Regions from separate parts of the Mus musculus genome. Here region 2 is linked to region 1. Evidence: chromatin contacts called from public Hi-C data. All regions are on one chromosome and are shown on one strand. Each heading gives the region's core, a stretch centred on a gene start, on an enhancer-like site or on the middle of the called end of the contact. The rest is flanking DNA. Distances are from core to core; before and after follow the strand shown. Region 1 has its middle 13 kb from the start of Pttg1. Region 2 has its middle 20 kb from the start of C1qtnf2.

What was found. A called contact is a pair of places that touch in the nucleus more often than the background predicts.
Region 2: a contact with region 1 is called in a Hi-C map of the N1E-115 cell line, with 6 times the contacts expected there. The contact joins two enhancer-like sites. A contact is called at or near these places in 2 of 39 promoter capture datasets (embryonic stem cells and stem cell-derived epiblast-like cells), 1 of 15 datasets of contacts at CTCF or cohesin (embryonic stem cells), 3 of 484 Hi-C or Micro-C datasets (the N1E-115 cell line, embryonic stem cells and uterus), 3 of 115 datasets of contacts at active chromatin or transcription factors (bone marrow-derived macrophages and embryonic stem cells) and 3 of 9 other capture datasets (adipose tissue, liver and pancreatic islet).

What each region holds. Positions count from the first base shown.
Region 1 is chr11:43,411,396-43,414,501 of GRCm38.p6, reverse strand. No RefSeq gene overlaps it. Among named protein-coding and RNA genes, the nearest start is that of Pttg1, 13 kb to the left of the region's middle. Within about 2 kb of position 1,546, at least 34 of the 459 cell types and tissues checked have an H3K27ac peak or open chromatin away from gene starts, as enhancers often do. A contact at or near this core is called in the N1E-115 cell line, where this site is marked.
Region 2 is chr11:43,492,544-43,495,649 of GRCm38.p6, reverse strand. No RefSeq gene overlaps it. Among named protein-coding and RNA genes, the nearest start is that of C1qtnf2, 20 kb to the right of the region's middle. Within about 2 kb of position 1,404, at least 52 of the 459 cell types and tissues checked have an H3K27ac peak or open chromatin away from gene starts, as enhancers often do. A contact at or near this core is called in the N1E-115 cell line, where this site is marked.

The sequences.
Region 1 (3,106 bases), core at 297-2,796:
ATTTTTTTTTTTTGTTTTTTGTTTTTTTGAGATAGGGTTCTCTGTATAGCACTGGCTATCCTGGAACTCAATCTATAAACCAGGCTGACATCAAACTCCCAGATCTGCCTTGCCTCTGCCTCCTGAATGCTGAGATTAAAGGCATGCACCACTACCACTGGGTTGAGACAGGCTATTCCACTAGCATGGACCTAAGCAAGTCACTAGAGTGTCTGACCAACAACACAGTGAGGTTTCTGTCTGCGTCTACAATGCTGGGATGAAAAGAACACACTACCATGCCTGGATTTACAAGTAATTACATGTATCGTGTGTGTGTGTGTGTGTGTGTGTGGGGCATGGGTATGGTGTGATATGTGTACCACTATTTTACTTAAGGAGATCAGAGAACAAACCTGCATGACATTGGCTGTCTCCTTCTACTTCATGGATCCTAAATATCAAACTCAGATCCGGTCTTGGTGATAAGTACCCTTACCCTCTGAGCCATCTTGCCAGCCAGCCCTTCCTTCCCTTCCTCCCTCCCTCCCTCCCTCCCTCCCTCCCTCCCTCCCTCCCTCCCTCCCTCCCTCTTCCTTCCTTCCTTCCTTCCTTCCTTCCTTCCTTCCTTCCTTCCTTCCTTCTTTCCTCTTTCTTTTTTTCTTTCTCTCTCTTTCTTTTTTCTCTTTCTTTTCTCTTTCTTTCTTTCTTTCTTTCTTTCTTTCTTTCTTTCTTTCTTTCTTTCTTTCTTCCTTCCTTCCTTCCTTCCTTCCTTCCTTCCTTTCTTTCTTGTTGTGAGCCTACCTTTTAATGGCTGACCCATCTTTTCAGTCCTTTATTTCCTTTTAAATTGGGATTGAACCCAGGTCATTGTGCTCGCAGGCAAGCACCACACTGACAGAGCCATCCCACAGCCCTTATTGTGGGATTTTAAAGAGTGTAACAGACTCGTGAGATCAACCCATTTGAGAATTGTTAGTTCAGGGTCTATAGACTCCCGGGCTTAAGTGTTTGGGTACAGACTCTGCCATTGTCATCTTAGGCAAGTTACTGGCCGTCTTGAGACCTAATTTCCTTATCTGTAGACTGTTACTTTCCTTATTCAGTCACTGAGACCAGCAAAAGATAGCACTGGACACTGATCATTTTTAAAATGCTAATTATTCTTATCATAAAAAAAGATGGGATGTCTTCTCTGTGGGTAACCATCTGCTAAGTGCTGTAAAGGCTGCACAATGGCGAACGTCACAGCTCCCACTCTAAAAGGGTCCTGTCACCCAGCAGAGTGGAGATGCCCAGGTTGTCAGTCTGTACCTTTCGGTTAGATTCCGAACCTGCCTGGGATTTATGGTCTGATTTCGAATTAGTCACTTTCTTTGGGAAAAGCCAGACTATATGCCTTTATAAAGATCCACTGAAGGGACAACACATTTCCACGTGTCCACTTCAGGCGAACCGTCCATTACATCAGGCGGTTTTCCCTTTCCCTTGAAGACAAGCACCAAGTCCTCTTCTGTTCCGATCTCCAGAACCTGCCTTCTTGTGATAGTGTAATCAGCCACTAGAGGGCGCCCCCTTCATTTCTTGCTCATTTGCTTTTCTTTCTGCAGTCTTAGCTGTGATGTGAGACATGTTTAGCTTGATGGCTGCCTTACATTTTGCTTGAGAAATAGTCTTTTAAAACACGGGTCTCACGTAGCCCAGACCCACCTTAAACGTGTAGCTGAGGCCAGCCTTGAACTCCCAGATCTTGACTTCTGCCAAGTGCTAAGATGACGGGCACATTTTTGTTTTTTGTTTTTTTGCCACACCCAGACTGTCTCTTGTTTTTAAAATTAGCGGTGCTTACAGAAATGCTTTAAATTTGACCTTTTTAAAAAAATATACATTGTTGTTTTGCTTGCATGTTTTGTGTCTGTGTGCGGGTGTTGGATATTTGAGTCACAGAGAGTTTTGAGTTGTCATGTGGGTGCTGGGAATTGAATCCCAGTACTCTGGAAAAGCAGTCAGTGCTCTTAACCACTGAGCCATCTCGACAGCCCCACTGAAATGTCTTTAAATAAACCTGGGGCGGTGGGATGAATGTCGCTGCCGCTGCCCAGCCTTTCCAGAGCATCTGTTTTCTCACCAGATCTGCACCAAGGGCATTTCACGGGCATCTCCTGGAATCGCGGGGCCACAGTGTGTGTAAGGTGGCTGTACTTGTATTCTAACGACTGCAAGCTCAGATTCTAGTTGGTTACGTAATCTCTGCTACATCCGTCTTGACAGGACATTTGATATTGTGAGCCATTCTCCCCAGGGCCATATCCCCGCTGGCTGTAAGAAAAGCCCAGGATAGGTTTTGGGTTTTATTCTACAAGAGTGGTTCCTGGGTTTATCGGACACAATGCTTTCTGTAACAAATATTTTGTGATAAGTAATTTGGCTGGCTGTTTGTTTTGAGCGGAACAGACCGGACCAAACCAATGTGGAATTCAATCACCGAGGCCTTGCAGCCAATTAACTAAGTTGCAACTGAGCTCCGGGCTGACGACTAAGGTGTAGCCAATTATTTTTTATGTCTCACTTTTTTTCTCCTGTAAATGCTATGTGTTCATGCTGTTGGCTGGAGTTCTCAGAATCTGCCCTGGTGTTTGGAGCTGCCCCATGTGAGAATCCTGGGTCTGGAGATAGCTCAGTCAGTAAAGTGAAGACCTGACTTTTGAGCTTCCATTTCACCCAAGCTGGCCATGGTGACATATCCTTGCACACCCACCACTGGGGATGTGGCCAGCTGAAGAAGGATCTATCCTAAAAAATACATGACTTGCTGCCAGTACCAAAGGTCTATAGCATGTGGGCACCAATTCCCAAGTATTCCACCAGAGGGCGGTATACCCTCTTCAACCCCTGCAAATTGCTTGGTTCCTAATCCTTTTCTGTGGGTGACAAGGGGCCTCTGTTAGAGGACTGGAGGTCCCCTGGGTGGTAAGGGGGGTGAAGAGGGAAGTGAAGAGAGGAAGTCACAGAGCATAGAGATGACCCCCAACTTAGTGTGGTAGATTTCTAGTCACATGGTATTCACCATGACTTCAGTTATGTGCTTGACAGTTTTAATTTTGTTACTTGTCACTTGTTTGCAAGG
Region 2 (3,106 bases), core at 155-2,654, 81 kb before region 1:
TGAAGAATGTCTTAAATGTGGGGTGGGGGAGGGTGTGGCATTTTCCCTGAGCTATCTGTGGCCTTTTCTGGAAAGTTCTTTTTAGGCTTCTGTTTCTACAGCAGGGAAAGGGTATAGCTCTTGAAGAGTGAGGGAGCTACACTAACGTAGGGTCTCCTGTCATCAGACCCATGTGCAAGGAGCTGGGTCTGTGACTCTCAGACTATGGAATCAGAGGGTCCCAAGGAGAGGCGAGCCACTGCTCTGAAAGCCTGGGTAGGTTGTGGTACCAAATGGCTTCAAAGGTCTGACCTGAGACCCCCTCGGAACCAACTCTATCCTACTCAGAAACTTGTCAAAGCCTAGACAGTTCTGGTTTATCAGGCTCCTCCCGCTGGGAAGCATGGGGTAGACAGACCTGCTCACAGGGGCCCCCTATCTGTGGTCTCTGCTTCCCCGTGTCTATGAAGTGAGGTTGGTGGTCTTGGAAGCTGCTGACAATAGTGTGAACTGTGGAGCAGTCCGCACACATCAAAGGCGGCCTGCTGCCAGTGTTCAGTAAACGTTGCCGCCATTTCTAGTGTAGCTCAGGAGATTTGACAGTGATTTGTTATAACAGAAGTCTTCACTGAGGGGTGGGAAGATGGCTCAGTGTGTAAAAGCATTGGCCAGAAAAGCAGGTTAGGGGCAGAAAAGGCCCTAAATACAGATTTTCCCCAAACTCACATACAAGCCTGGCATGCATGAACACAAGTCTGTCACTCTAGTTCTATTGGGGACAGAGACAGGAGGATTGCTGGGGATTGTCAGTCATCAGCAGAGATCCAAGTTCAGTGACAGATTCGGACTCAAGGGAATAAGATGAGAAATGGTAAATCAGGACACCCGCTATTTTTCTCTGGCCTCAGTGTGTGCATGCGTGTACACACACACACACACACACACACACACACACACACACACACACGTCTTCAGTAGAAGCAGAGGCCTGAGTGTGGAGATTTAGACGCTGGCTGATTCCCTCAGCAATGCTACTCATTGTGCGTGTGTTGTCGTCCTTTCCTGACTGCTTTGAAGAGAGAGAGAGATCAACATTTGATGCCTACATTGGTCCTGAGATCTTCTGGCCCAGCCGTTCATTTTGCTGAAGTCACAAACGTTATCACCCAAACCACACAGGGGACCCCAAGACACTCAGGACTGGACCCCGTTCTTGCTTAACAAGAGCTGGTACTCCTGCCCCATCTCAGGCTGGTCTCTGACACAAACAGGGAGCTCAAAACTCTGTCCCAAGTGCAGATGTCTGGAAAAGGTGAGACTGATTTTATTCCTTTTCTTTCTTTTTCTTTTTTCCCAGCACAAGATCACAGCCACCCTAGAACCCTGGCCTGAGACTCTCCCTTTTGTCTTGGGCTCTGAGGCTAGGAAACTGTCTGCTGCAGAGGCCTGCTGGTTTTTCCAGCCCCCTGTGGCTTATTGGAGGTTTGTGCGGTAGGTGTGCTCCCTCTAGTGGCACAAGTAAGAATTACATGCAGCCCGGAAGCCGTTTCTTCCTATTATGGTGGGGGTGAAGAGTGGGGTGGGGATAGGAGAGAGTGGGTTGGGGCTGGGGGGCTGGGGAGCTGGGGAGGCTGGGGGGGTGGTTGTCAAGCCTCCAATGTAACTTTGATGCATTCTGTACTTGTAGAACCGACTCGCCCCCACCCCCGCACTGTCTCTCCTTTACCTCACCCTAATTCCAGCCCTGTCAATCCCAACTTTGACTTTTGCTCTTTGTTTTTGTATTAATCTTGATTTACTAACATTCTCTATTAAAATATTATCTGTATATATTATTGAGTCTTTGGTCATCTTTTAAAATTTGTGTCTGAGATGGGTGTCAGACTTCTCCCCTGCCATAATTTTGATCATCAACCTGCAGAGGAAAAGCCCTTATGTAAACGGAGTACAACACGCACTTGCCAGGGGAGACCTAAGGTCTGTCTGTCAGTGTGGGCTGGAAGCTCTCTGCACTGTCATGATCAGAGGTGGGGTTCTCCAGGCTGCTTCAGAAGGGGGTAGCTGCCCTTCAAAGAATGCACTGAACTGGGGTCTGGTGGCACAGGCCTTAATCCCAGCAGGCGGACTTCTTTGAGTTCCAGGCCAGCCCAGTTGACAGAGCAAGTTCCAGGACAGCAGGACTGCACAGAGAAACCCTGTCTCGAAAACCGTGAGGCGGGAAGCTGCTTTTCAAAGAGTGTATTGAAGGAGAGAGAGCCTTTGGATTAAAGGCTCACCAAGTTCTAGGTCTTCTTCAGTACCTACATAAAGGGAAGACCGCAAACAGGCCCAGCTTCTCAAGGCATTCAAGAAGCCACAGACAGGACTAGGAACGAGGGTCTTACCATGTAGCCCTAGCTAGCCTGGCATTTGTTATGTAGATCAGGCTATCCTCCAACTCACAGAGATTCACCTGCCTCTGCCTCCTGAGTGCTGGGATTCTCATCATCATGCCTGGTTTAAAAAAAATTTTTTTTTTAGAGAAAGGAAAAGAAAAAACTGTTTACAAATGAAGGTGCCAGTCCATCTCAGAGGCTGACCCTTCTGCGGGGACCCCGGGCAGAACCCCTGCCCACCTGTTGATCTGTTTGGGCCACAGAGTACTGCCTGGTTTCTAGACACTTACCCACCCCATTGCATTTGTGGTGGACTCAGTGAGAATGATTAAATAAACCTTATTTTGTTAGCACTGGGCCCACGCTTCCCAGGACCAGCCCATGCCCTACCTGTTGTTCCATGAGTATCCACCAGGGGGCAGTGAGCGCAAGCTGCTTGAATGTTTGACCCTATCAGATAGGAAAATCTCTAAGCGTTGATCATGGGCTTACCGCATTCTGGCATGGAGGCTTCTTTAGCCCTGTATTCTGAAAACACCTGACCAGGGTAGACTCATCTCAGTGCTATTCATTCCTGCCACCAGGCACGCAGTGAAACCCTGCTCTTCATCACCGACCGAGCAGTGGGCCAGCAAATAATAATAAAAAGCCTGGGTCCTTGATGAACAGCGCTTACATTCTGAGGAGGCTCAGGATTACCCCATTGTAATGTCATACTCCCTCTGCATACTGGTAAATTAATACTCTTTTTC